3 separate regions of the Mus musculus genome follow, and regions 1 and 2 are each linked to region 3. A link is a contact called in public Hi-C data. All regions are on one chromosome and are shown on one strand. The core of a region is the stretch at or near the end of the contact, and the rest is flanking DNA. Distances in the headings are between cores, read along the strand shown.

The links. A called contact is a pair of places that touch in the nucleus more often than the background predicts.
Region 1: a Hi-C map of cerebellum shows a contact between it and region 3, with 3 times the contacts expected there. The contact joins two enhancer-like sites. A contact is called at or near these places in 2 of 15 datasets of contacts at CTCF or cohesin (pro-B cells and stem cell-derived epiblast-like cells), 76 of 484 Hi-C or Micro-C datasets (the AtT-20 cell line, the BV-2 cell line, the Ba/F3 cell line and 44 more) and 3 of 115 datasets of contacts at active chromatin or transcription factors (astrocytes, bone marrow-derived dendritic cells and embryonic basal ganglia).
Region 2: a contact with region 3 is called in a Hi-C map of cerebellum, with 1.5 times the contacts expected there. The contact joins two enhancer-like sites.

What each region holds. Positions count from the first base shown.
Region 1 is chr11:93,810,418-93,814,070 of GRCm38.p6, forward strand. No RefSeq gene overlaps it. Among named protein-coding and RNA genes, the nearest start is that of Gm35148, 3.9 kb to the left of the region's middle. Within about 2 kb of position 2,199, at least 4 of the 459 cell types and tissues checked have an H3K27ac peak or open chromatin away from gene starts, as enhancers often do. A contact at or near this core is called in cerebellum, where this site is marked.
Region 2 is chr11:93,694,536-93,698,161 of GRCm38.p6, forward strand. No RefSeq gene overlaps it. Among named protein-coding and RNA genes, the nearest start is that of Gm35148, 110 kb to the right of the region's middle. Within about 2 kb of position 2,291, at least 3 of the 459 cell types and tissues checked have an H3K27ac peak or open chromatin away from gene starts, as enhancers often do. A contact at or near this core is called in cerebellum, where this site is marked.
Region 3 is chr11:93,152,785-93,156,405 of GRCm38.p6, forward strand. The region is part of intron 2 of Car10 (carbonic anhydrase 10); the gene reads left to right. Among named protein-coding and RNA genes, the nearest start is that of Car10, 56 kb to the left of the region's middle. Within about 2 kb of position 2,332, at least 2 of the 459 cell types and tissues checked have an H3K27ac peak or open chromatin away from gene starts, as enhancers often do. A contact at or near this core is called in cerebellum, where this site is marked.

The sequences.
Region 1 (3,653 bases), core at 949-3,448, 660 kb after region 3:
TGGGCACTGGCGAATGCAGCAGTTGGTCCATCCTGTCCATCACCACCAGGGACCACCCTTTTCTCAAATTCATTCCCCAAGGCACAGGATCAGAATCATTTTCTAGTCCCTACAGCAACCTCACTTAAGTATGACTTTTTCTTTTAATCTTGACTGCACATGATAGCTGCAAATGATTATGCAAATGATTCACTGGAGAAGGAATGGAAGATTGGGGAAATTTTGAATAAAAGAGCATGACAGGATCCTATCGTGCTGAGGTGTTCTCTTACAGTCTTTTCAATGGCCTATGTGAACTTCTCACACAGACTCTGTGTGTGTGCGCGTGCGTGCGCGGGCGTGTGTGTGTGTGTGTGCTTGCTTGCTTGCTTGCTTGCTTGCTTTTCTCATTCTTCTTCTTACATTTGACATTATTGGACTCAATTCAACTTGAGTTAATAAATATTTACCAAGTACCCACTCTGGATTCCACACTGTGTATGGAACAGGTAAAGATGCCTAGCATAGCCGTTGCCCTGTGATGCTGTGGTTCAGGGTAGGAGTCAGACATTGAGCCGGGGAGATAAGACATGAATTAAACAGTCACCAACAGAGCCTGCGGTATAATTCAATCAGAGACTTTGCTTTTGGGGAAATGTGTTCCTAGAAATACAGAGAGACTACTTCATGGGGTTATATTCAAAATAAACATGTTGTGCATGATCCTAGGTGGTAGAATATTTAAATGAAAACAGATAATGCCTCTGTATTCTTTTTTTCTAGGTTCACATAAACCCTGGAAGTGCCTGTGATTACAATTAATATATCACCTTAATAAATAATAAAAAATACTAGATGCCTTAATAAAGTACAATGGTGACTTAATAAAACACCATGGTAACTTAATAAAGCGTCACACTGACTTACTAAAGCACCGCGATGACTTAATAAAAGACAATGATGACTCAATAAAGCACAGTAGTGACTTCATAAAGCATCCCGGGGACTTAATAGAGCATGATGACTTAATAAAACAAGAATGAGGACTCAATAGAGCACCATGATGATGTAATAAAACACCATGGTGACTTAATAAAGTACAGTGACGACTTAATTAAGCAACAATAGTGACTTATGAAGGCACGTGATGACTGTGGAGCCCCAACACTTTTTTACCACACAACTTTTGGTAGCTGTATAGTATGCCTTTATTCAAATAGACCATACCATCTTTAATCCATTATCACTAAACATCTTATTCTAAATACTGGCTTTTGTAATAACAGCAATGAAGACCTTCGTGCAGGCACACAGATGTACACGCAAATCTGATTATTTCTTCAGGACAAGCTCCATAGTTGACTGAAATGATGAGTCTAGAAGCAGAGACTATGTAGTCATTACACAAAGGCCATTTTCTTACTCTCCTGGCCACATACTAAACTACATTTCCCAGCCTCCTATGGGGTTAGGTGAGGCCATGCCGCTCATGTCTGGCCAGTAGAACAGAGTGAGCCTTGCTCAGCAAACCTCGCATGTGTGCTTCTACTTCTGTGTTCTCTCTCAGGGTTCTCCCAATCTGTGAGTTAGGAAAAAAAAAAATAGAGGAGACTCTAAAGTGTTGTACATGAGTTAGTGCCCTATGGAAAAGAGCTTTCTTCTTGCTGTGTCAGATCCTCCAGTGCAAGTATTAGATTAGAGAGGGAGCAGATGAACTATGGTGTTCCACCATGGCAGTTGACACTTCATCTATTCCAGCAGACAGTGAGAACTGACACAGGAGTAATTTCCCTCACTCCCCCACTGAGCATCGTGGGGGTTGGAAGTGCAGTCAGGGAGCCCTGGTGTTCCACCCCATTCATCCTTCGCCTATCTAGTTTCACCACAACAGCCCAACCAGGGCCAAGCCTTATTCTTCTCCCCAACCACAACACCAACCCCCAAGGCAGGGAGGGTTTCTCTGTGTAGCCCTGGCTGTCCTGGAACTCACTCTATAGACCAGGCTGGCCTGGAACTCAGAAATCCGCCTGCCTCTGCCTCCTAGATTCACCTTGTGGCCTTTGTACCTCAAAAGCCAATATCATTTTATTCCCCATGCAGCAAAACAAACCTACACGAGTCACAGGATAAAGAACTTCATAGATCACAGATAACCCACTGCCGTGGCACTGTGGCTCTCATCTTTCCATGGAAACTGCTGCGTCGTTTTGTCTCTGTGTGTCTTCCTTCAGGGAAGATGCTCAACATTCCTCTTGGAGGGTGGGGGCTGATTCATCATTGTGGTATGACTGCCATCTTGTGGCAGTGATGGGACAAAGCAGCAGGCATCTCCAGTAGGCAAATTAGAACCCCACAACACATCAGAAGTACCAGAACACATCCAAAGAACTCCAGCAAACGACTGGCCTTTGAAGCGTGCCAGGAGATGGCGGCCAAAGTCTAATCCCTTCCTTCCTTCCACTGTTTCTCGGAGCTCTTTTCTTTGCCCACCAAAAAGATAAAGTAATTAAAAGTTCCTGCTCGCTGTTTTGCATGGTGCAAATTATATGCTTCGGCGGTTATGTGCAAATAACGCTTTTATTTCATTATAAAAAATGATGCATGTGAGTTGTTTAAAAATTAAAACACCATTGAAACCTTTAAATCAGCCACAAATCACCCCCAAATATGGGAACTCTGAGCCAGTCAGCACGAGTGCTTAGTCACTCCAATAGCAGGGTACAAGTCTCTCTGTGTTACCCACAAGCTGAGAAGCAATGTTGGCTCTGGTGGTGTGACAGTAGGGCTCCTTCAGGCTCTTCACTTCCTACTTCATCTGAGACAAGGTAAAACTCCATGTATCTGGGGTTTTTTAATCTTGGAAACAGAGAGAGAGAAGAGAGACAAAAATAATGCAGGCTAAATACGGGCAACGATAATACAGAATAAACCACACTTCTTGTGATGTCATGAAGATGAATTCATCTGTAAAGACTGCGTAGTGCCTGGTACATGGGAACCCTTTGTTCCCCATGTACATTCCCATGTGTGTTCATCACACTGTGATGATGAATGGGTGAATAGGCACGTTTAGATAGAGGATGTATAACTAGTATTCATGAGAATAGGAAGAAGGAATCGATAGTTGTAGAGATACAGGGTTGAGTGGGAGGATCTTGTGGATTCCCAGGTGATCGGCAGTGTGTCTCCTGAATGGTTCTGACTTTCTGTCTGTTTTTCCCTTGCCACCAGAACATTGCCAAGGAGCCCACTTCCAGCTGTGATAGTTCTCACAGTCTCCACTCAGGAGGAACAAGGATGCTAACTGCCAACCAGAAAGGCGTCGAACGAAAAGAAAAACTCATCCAGTTGAGGGCAGATCACTCTTGGGAAATAGTGTTAGCTTTCACATCACACTGCCCCAGCTCCTCTTTCTCCTCTGTCACCTGTAGATACTGAATGACACATACCAAACAAAATGGTCAACAGTAGTAGGTAGAATAGAAAGGCCAGATCCAGAGAGCCACTCCCAGCCGATGCCCACACTGAGAAGCCAGTCAGGAAGAATTCTTGCTACTACCAACAGACGTTATGGTCCACAAGAAAGCACTTCCTCCCTTGTCCGTGCTCACAGGATGTACCTCAAATGGACTTGTCACCTCATCTTCTACATAGGTGCTATCATCCTCATTTTG
Region 2 (3,626 bases), core at 1,041-3,540, 540 kb after region 3:
TCAAGCAGAGAAGAGGAAGCCACACCTCCTCCCCCCAACCTCTCCCACCACCACCACCACCACCACCAACCTCCCCCATCCCCCTTAAGAAGGGAGAATCCTCCACTCTACACTGAGCTATCAGACATGGTTGACTACAACCTCAGTAGCTAGGTGTAACAGGCTTTCTGTGCTATCAGCTCAGCCTTTCAGTCCTGTGATGGGTCCTGGGATTTGCCCTTGGATGTCTAATTATCTAAAAGGATGCTTGTTCTAGTTTTTTTTTGTTATTTCATATGATAACTCATAAGAATTATGACTGAAATTAGTAGCAGATATTTTATGAAAACTGCCGTGAACCTCTACTGGTATATGATAAATGAACATCTTATGGTATGGTTGTTGAACATAACATGCATTTGAGTTTATCCCTAGTGTATGGCTACTAAACACCCTTTTTCCAAGCCATTGCGAGAACAGGTGGAAAAAATAAAAACCCTCAAGAATAACATTTGTGCTCCTTCCATTTGTAGCCATGGGGGGGGGGGGGAGGTCACAGCTGCCAAAATGAAGTTCAATCCTTTAGTGACTTCTGGCAGAAGCAAGAACTGCAAATTTGGCATTCCCCTGAATGTGAAAGTCATCTCAATGCACCTTCTCACATTCGGGGGAAGACCATGACTTCCCCTCTTTCCAAAGAGCTGAGACAGAAGTATAGTGTTCAGTCTATGCCCATCCGAAAGGATGATGGAGGATAATGAAGTTTAGGGTGTTCAAGGACACTACAAAGGTGAGTAGATTGGCAAGGTAGTCTAAGTGTACAGGAAGGAATACATCATCTACATTGAATGAGTCCAGCGAGAGAAGGCTAATGGCACAACCACAACCGTTCATGTGGGCATCCACCCCAGCAAGGTGGGCATCACCAGGCTAAAGCTGAACAAGGGCCACAAGATCCTGGAGAGGAAAGCCAAGTCCTGACAAGTAGGAAAGGACAAGGGCAAATACAAGGAAGAAACAATCGAGAAGATGCAGAGAAGAGACATCTCACGCACAGCTTTCATTAAAGTCTGCTTAAGTAAAAAATAAAATAAAATAATAATAATTAATAATAATAAACATATGTTGATGTAAAAGCAAAACACAGGGCTACTCATACAGATGGGCTATTTAGCATCTCTAGGTATTGTTTAGTATATGGAACTACTGTGGGAGTAGAAATGAGCCACTGGTCATATTATAGGCATCATCCCTTTTATCCTTTGAATCCTCATCCCAACTCTAATGATAACCATCCTCCCATTTCACAAAGGAGTCAACTGAGACCCAGAGAAGCTAAGCAATTTTCTCAGAGTCACATATCCAGTGCTGTCTGACCTTGAAAACCACTTTCTTTTCTCTCTTCTTACCTCTCTAAAGATCCCAGTTCCTCCACTGTGTTCAAAGAGAGCCTAGAGCTTGGGAAGGGTTTACAGTGCGGATCCCTTTGAGTCTCCTCCTTCAAGAGCATCCTAAAAGATCAGTACTTCTGGCAAGGTTCCATTATTAATTATAAGGGTGAGGAGTGAGCCAAAGAATTATGAAGGCTGAATGTGGCTTGATATCACCTTTGGGGAAACCATCAAGAATCCTTGAATAGCCTTGCGTCTGAACTATTCAGAAAGAGAGAAAGGTAGGCTTTCCCTCCCCAGGCAGCTGGGCTTATTTATCCAAGGATGGGTCAGCAGAAGGTCCCGAGAATGGGCTCTGCCTGAAGTCTGCAGGAGAACGTGGAGACAGGAGAGGTTAATGCTCACACAGAGGCATCGGGAAACCAGCCTAGGTGAGTTAGAAACTGGCCCAAGGCCAAACACAAAATACAGCCATAATTGGAGTCTTCCCAAGTAGAAAAAGGTTATTAGTGGAATCACATTAATCACGATGATGAATGCTGAGACCCAAGCTTTTTTTATTAAGTAAAAGACTCAAAAAAATAGAGTTATACGGACAGGAGGGTAGGGTTCCAGTTTGGCAAAATATAGTGAACCAAGAAGGAGAGCAAATATTTAGGATGCACTTTGAAAGCCCAAAACCTGCGATCACAAAGATCACACTCAAGCTGTTCATACAGAGATGCTTGCCAGAAAGCACAGGTGCTCACAGGTGCCCATCACAAGGCAGCCCAGAGCCCCGCGTACTGTAAGGGCAGCCAGGCCAAATTATAACACGGGGAGTAGGGATGAAGGGGAGGGGAAAATAAGGCGAGAACAGGAATCTTGCTGCCCATGATCCTCTGGGGTTGATGGTCCACCAAGGGCAGTGCCCAGGAGGGGTTCTCTAGGAACTCCAAGGCTTTAAAAAAAAATCCTCCATACCACTGTGGCAGACGGATAGTGCTAATAGAAGTTGGCAAACTGTTATTACACTGTTGAATGAATCAAAGTCAAAATGCATAGAGCAGAGCTTTGCCCCTGTGTTCAAGCCAACATGGATGAGGAATGAGAGGTGATGAAGGAGAGGCAGAAGAATGAAGAGGCGAAGGAAAACGAGAAAATGAGAAAGTGCCCGGGAGGCTTCTGGGGCCTGATCATCTTCATGGGCATGGAGTTAAGCTAGTGAGTGGTGAATGATCAAGCAAGCCTTTGCTTATCCCTGTCCACCCGCTAAATAGTTGTACAGCTGTGCCCAGATGTGGAAAGAGCTGTCCAAAAGATGAATGAAGTGAAAATAAAGTGGGGGGGGGGAATATTAATCTTAGGAAAGGCAACTTGTTCCAAAAGAAAATAAACAGCGCACTCTTAGCGCAAGAATGAAGAACACTGGAGTGTTTGCCAAAAGCAGCAAACGTGGGGTTTTCTATAGTTACATAATGCTAGAACCATATCGGGAGGGTACAAGAGATTTAGAATTCTCATCATCTCTCCATACTCCCTGTCTAAAAATGATCAATGAAGAGAGAGCTTGGTAGCCATATTTCTTAGAAGCCCAGAAGTAAATACCAAGAGAAAACAATTAAAAACTCAGGGTGATTCTGGAGAGATGGAAGATGGCTATGAAGCAAGAGCAGACTGGGCTTTTTTTTTAAAGTCTTCCAGCACTACTTGACTTTTTAAAGTATAGAAATGTACTACTTCAACAAATATATATATATATATGGCTTCTTCATAGGCTCCTTTGCTTCTGTCTAGTAATTTTAATTATAATAATAAATCTGTGCTAGATAGAGGGAGTCTATGGTATTAATGAGATGTGAAAGTCATTATCACCACCCAAAGTCACTGCAAAGACAAAACACCCCCCAGCAACCTGAACAGGGAGCAAGAGGCTTGTTTTCATAGTCTCTGGTGCCCAGAACAGTTTGACAATCCTGTCCCAGTTCAGAGTACTCAAGAGTGCAGTTCTCTCACCCAGTAAGAATCAGAGCCGGACTATGTCAGTCTTTTGTGCCACCAGGGGAATGAGGATTCAGTATAGGAGAAGGAGGCATGCAGTGGACAGCCAGACATAGAGCTGCCAGCTGATGTCATAAATAGCCCTCTTGAATTTGGCACTGGGGAAGAGCTCTGTCAATAAAGTGTTCATAAGGATCTGAGTTGAATGTCAGAACTTATGTAAAAACAAACCAGGGCATGGCGGCATACATTTATAATCCCAGCAGTGGGAGGCAG
Region 3 (3,621 bases), core at 1,082-3,581:
TGACACCTCCTAATCCTTCCCAAACAGTTCAACTAACTGGGGACCAAACACATGGGCTCATAGGGACCATTGTCATTTAAACACCATAAAGAGTACAAGATGAAGGCTGACCCTTTTTAAGTAATGGGAATGGTAGCAGAGGGGCGGGGTGGGATGGGATATGGTTCAAAAATTTTAAGTGACTTCTTAAAATTGTATGATGTTTATAAGTTGCTTGACCATTTTCATGTAGAGTTTTGCTATTTTTTTTTCTTTAGTAATTCTCAACTAGTGAATTGCACCAGTTGTGGGCTTGTCTGTTTTTTCTTGGGAATTGGTAATGCCTTTTTCATTGGATACACAAATAAACTTGAGGCAGATGGGAATTCCTTGACTCCTCATGGCCAGAACACTTTTTCTGCATCTGAACTCTGTCTCTTTGTTTTGTTCTTTTTATGTAGGGATAGTGTGGCTGCAGATATGAAATCTTAGTCCTAAGGCTTTGAATGTGAGTCTCAGTCTCTCAGCTTTTAATGGCCTCTGCTTCTGCAATTATAACCCCTTTATTCCCAAACATAAGGATGTTTACTGCTCTACTAGTTCATCCCTATTAGCATTTGAAAGTGCTTGTAGACCTTCCATGAAAAGCACTGGTCTCTTTACTCTGTTCATGAAACATCTTCATCAGCCTGTCCATTTTGGCTCTTTTCTCACAGGCATTGTTCGCTCAACCCATCTAATGAGGCTTGCCTCACCATCATATCGATAGGGCCACTATCATTAACCACTTGTATTAACATGTGGGTATTGCCCTTGCTCTTCTGTACATTCACTTAGAGTAGTGCTCTGTGTCCCTGCAAGTATTCAAATTTCTTATTAAAGGGCTACAGGGTACATTGTAAGGCCTGTATCTCCTTGGTGGCATGACTGTGTCATTTAGGACTCCAGTGAGGATCAAATCAATGAAGAAATAGAGGGACAAAGTAACCATAAAGAAGAAAGGTTAGCTGTGATGCCATCCTATAATGCATAACCAGGAAACATCAACAATGTACATTTGGGTTCAACTGAAAGAGGAAACTTCTGGAAACCAGAAGTAGATGTAATTGATTGAGTATTGCTGGGAAGGGTCCAATTCTCTGGGACCAGAATTGATCAAATTAATAAACAATTTAGTGGATGTCAATAAGGCTGATTGAAAATGAAGAATTTCAAACAGCCATAAATACATGAGCAATTTATTCACTCTTACTGGGGTTTGGCAGAGATTAAAACTGCAGTGGTATAGCATTTCAAACCATCCTATCAGCACACATTTTGAAATCTGATTGCATCAAAGGATGTGGCCAAAAGATTTGGTGATTTAAACTGTTGTAACTACCTTAGAAATATCTAGTTCATTGCAGGATAGGCATACCCTGTAATTCAACAATTCATTTTCTCATTCTCTATCCTAAGTTTCTTCTATATGAGATAGCTTAGTGTATAAACAATGAGGTCTACACAGAGGTACACAATGTAGCACAACAAAGAGTAGCTGAAAATATAGACTCTAACTCTGAGTATGTGAAATGGACAAATCAGTGGTCATATACCCAGTGGATTCCATACAACAGTTGAAATGTATGAACTGAACTGGTAAGTGAGAAAAGCAAGTTACCAAGAGAGCTAGGATGTGTATTATGTAACTTCAATAGAACTCCAAAATCAGTCTATGATGTTGTAAGTAGGGGGAGAAAGCACAAATACACGTGATTGGGCTGAAATTTGGAAATGCAGTACATAGAAATGGTGGAGAAGCAAACTATAGATCATACCTTCAAAAATGTGTTTAAAGATGGAGCTACTACCATATTTAGCAAATGACAACTTCTCTTCCATACAGGTGGTGGTGACATTGGTGTCTATTTTCCCATTGCCTGAATTATTGGTGTCTTATGTAATAATTATGTTTTTTTTTTTTAATTGAAAGATGACTGGGAAGAGAGATCAGTGGTTTAGTACTTGTGTCCAAGTATAAGGCCCTAGGTTAGGCCTCCAGCTTTGAAATAAATGAAAATAAGGAAATCAATTTCTATGATAGTTGATGAGGTGAGGGATAGAAGATTATATCCTCTGAGCCAGTTCCCATCTGTTTCATCTGGGATCAAACACAGAGGAGTAACCTGGAACTCTTGATCTCTAAGGATGGATACAAGAAGGCAGACCCAAAGACCTGAGCTCCCTGGTTATTGTATGAGCAAGACACATCCACAGATTCTCGTTAGCTCACCTTCATGACAACAGAAGGTTGGGTTCGTTAGTGGGATCACCTACCAAGCTCCAGAAAGGAAAAGTAGGTCAGAGGAAGAGTGGCAGATGGAGGGTAGTGAGCTCCTGAAGCTGTGCTGGAGACTCAGGTGAGCTCCTCTCCCATGTTCTAGCTCAGAATATGTCCATGTGCACTATCTCATGAGATAATCACGACACCCATGACATCAGCAAGGGTGTCCTGGACTTCAGAAGTGATGGGGTGAAAATTTAACAAATTAAGGGATTTGGGACATGAAGGTAATAAAAGACCCTGCTCTCTCTCCCTCTTCCTTTTCCTCTCTCTCTCTCTCTCTCTCTCTCTCTCTCTCTCTCTCTCTCTCTCTCTCTCTCTCTCTATCTCTAGACTAGAAACTGTAATCCTCCTGCCTCAACCTCATGATTACTGGGTGTGATAGCTGGTTTTATGTCAACTTGACACAAGCTAGAGTTATTTTAAAGGAAAGAATCTCAATTGAGAAAATGCCTCCATAAGATCTGGCTGTAAGTAATTTTCTTAATTAACAGTCAATGGGGGAGGACCCAGCCCATTGTGGGTGGGGCCATCCCTGGATTGGTGGTTCTGGGTCCTATAAGAATGCAGGCTAAGCAAGTCATTATAAGTAAGCCAGTAAACAGCACTTCTCCACGGCCTCTGCATTGGCTCCTGTGTCCACGTTCCTGTCCTGCTTGAGTTTCTGACCTGACTTCCTCCAATAAGGACTAGTGATGTGGAGATGTAAGCCAAATAAACCCTTTCCTCTTCAATTTGCTTTTTGCTCATGGTCCCTCACCATAGCAATAGTGACCCTAACTAAGACACCGGGACTATCTATTGGACATGCCTGATCCTAGTATTCTGATTGTATCTGAACACCAGGTTTACCTTTATTATGACACCTTTTAGCTAATATCTTTAGTATTTTGCTCTTTTGCTGCAGTGTTTGTATGGTACCTGTACATATATCCAACATGGTTGTGAAATGATAACACAGATGGTTATCAGAATGGAGATAGGGTAGTGGTATAAGAGCATAAAGAAGGAAATATACCAAGCCCCAGGCCAGAAAGAGAGTAGTATTGAATTAACTCACACTACAATGAGATAGAGGATATACAGGTTAACTGTCTGGTCAAACTGAGTTTATCAGAGTCTCCAATGAGGGAAAGCAACATCTTCTTGGACCTTAATTATAAAAAGGGAGAGATCATATTAACTTGTATACACCAAATGGGAATAGTTACAATTATGGTTTTTTTCCCCACTGTTCTATACTCAATGAACAACCTTTTCTCTGATATACACACCATAATTATGCTGGTTGTTTTTTCTGAATATAACACACACACACA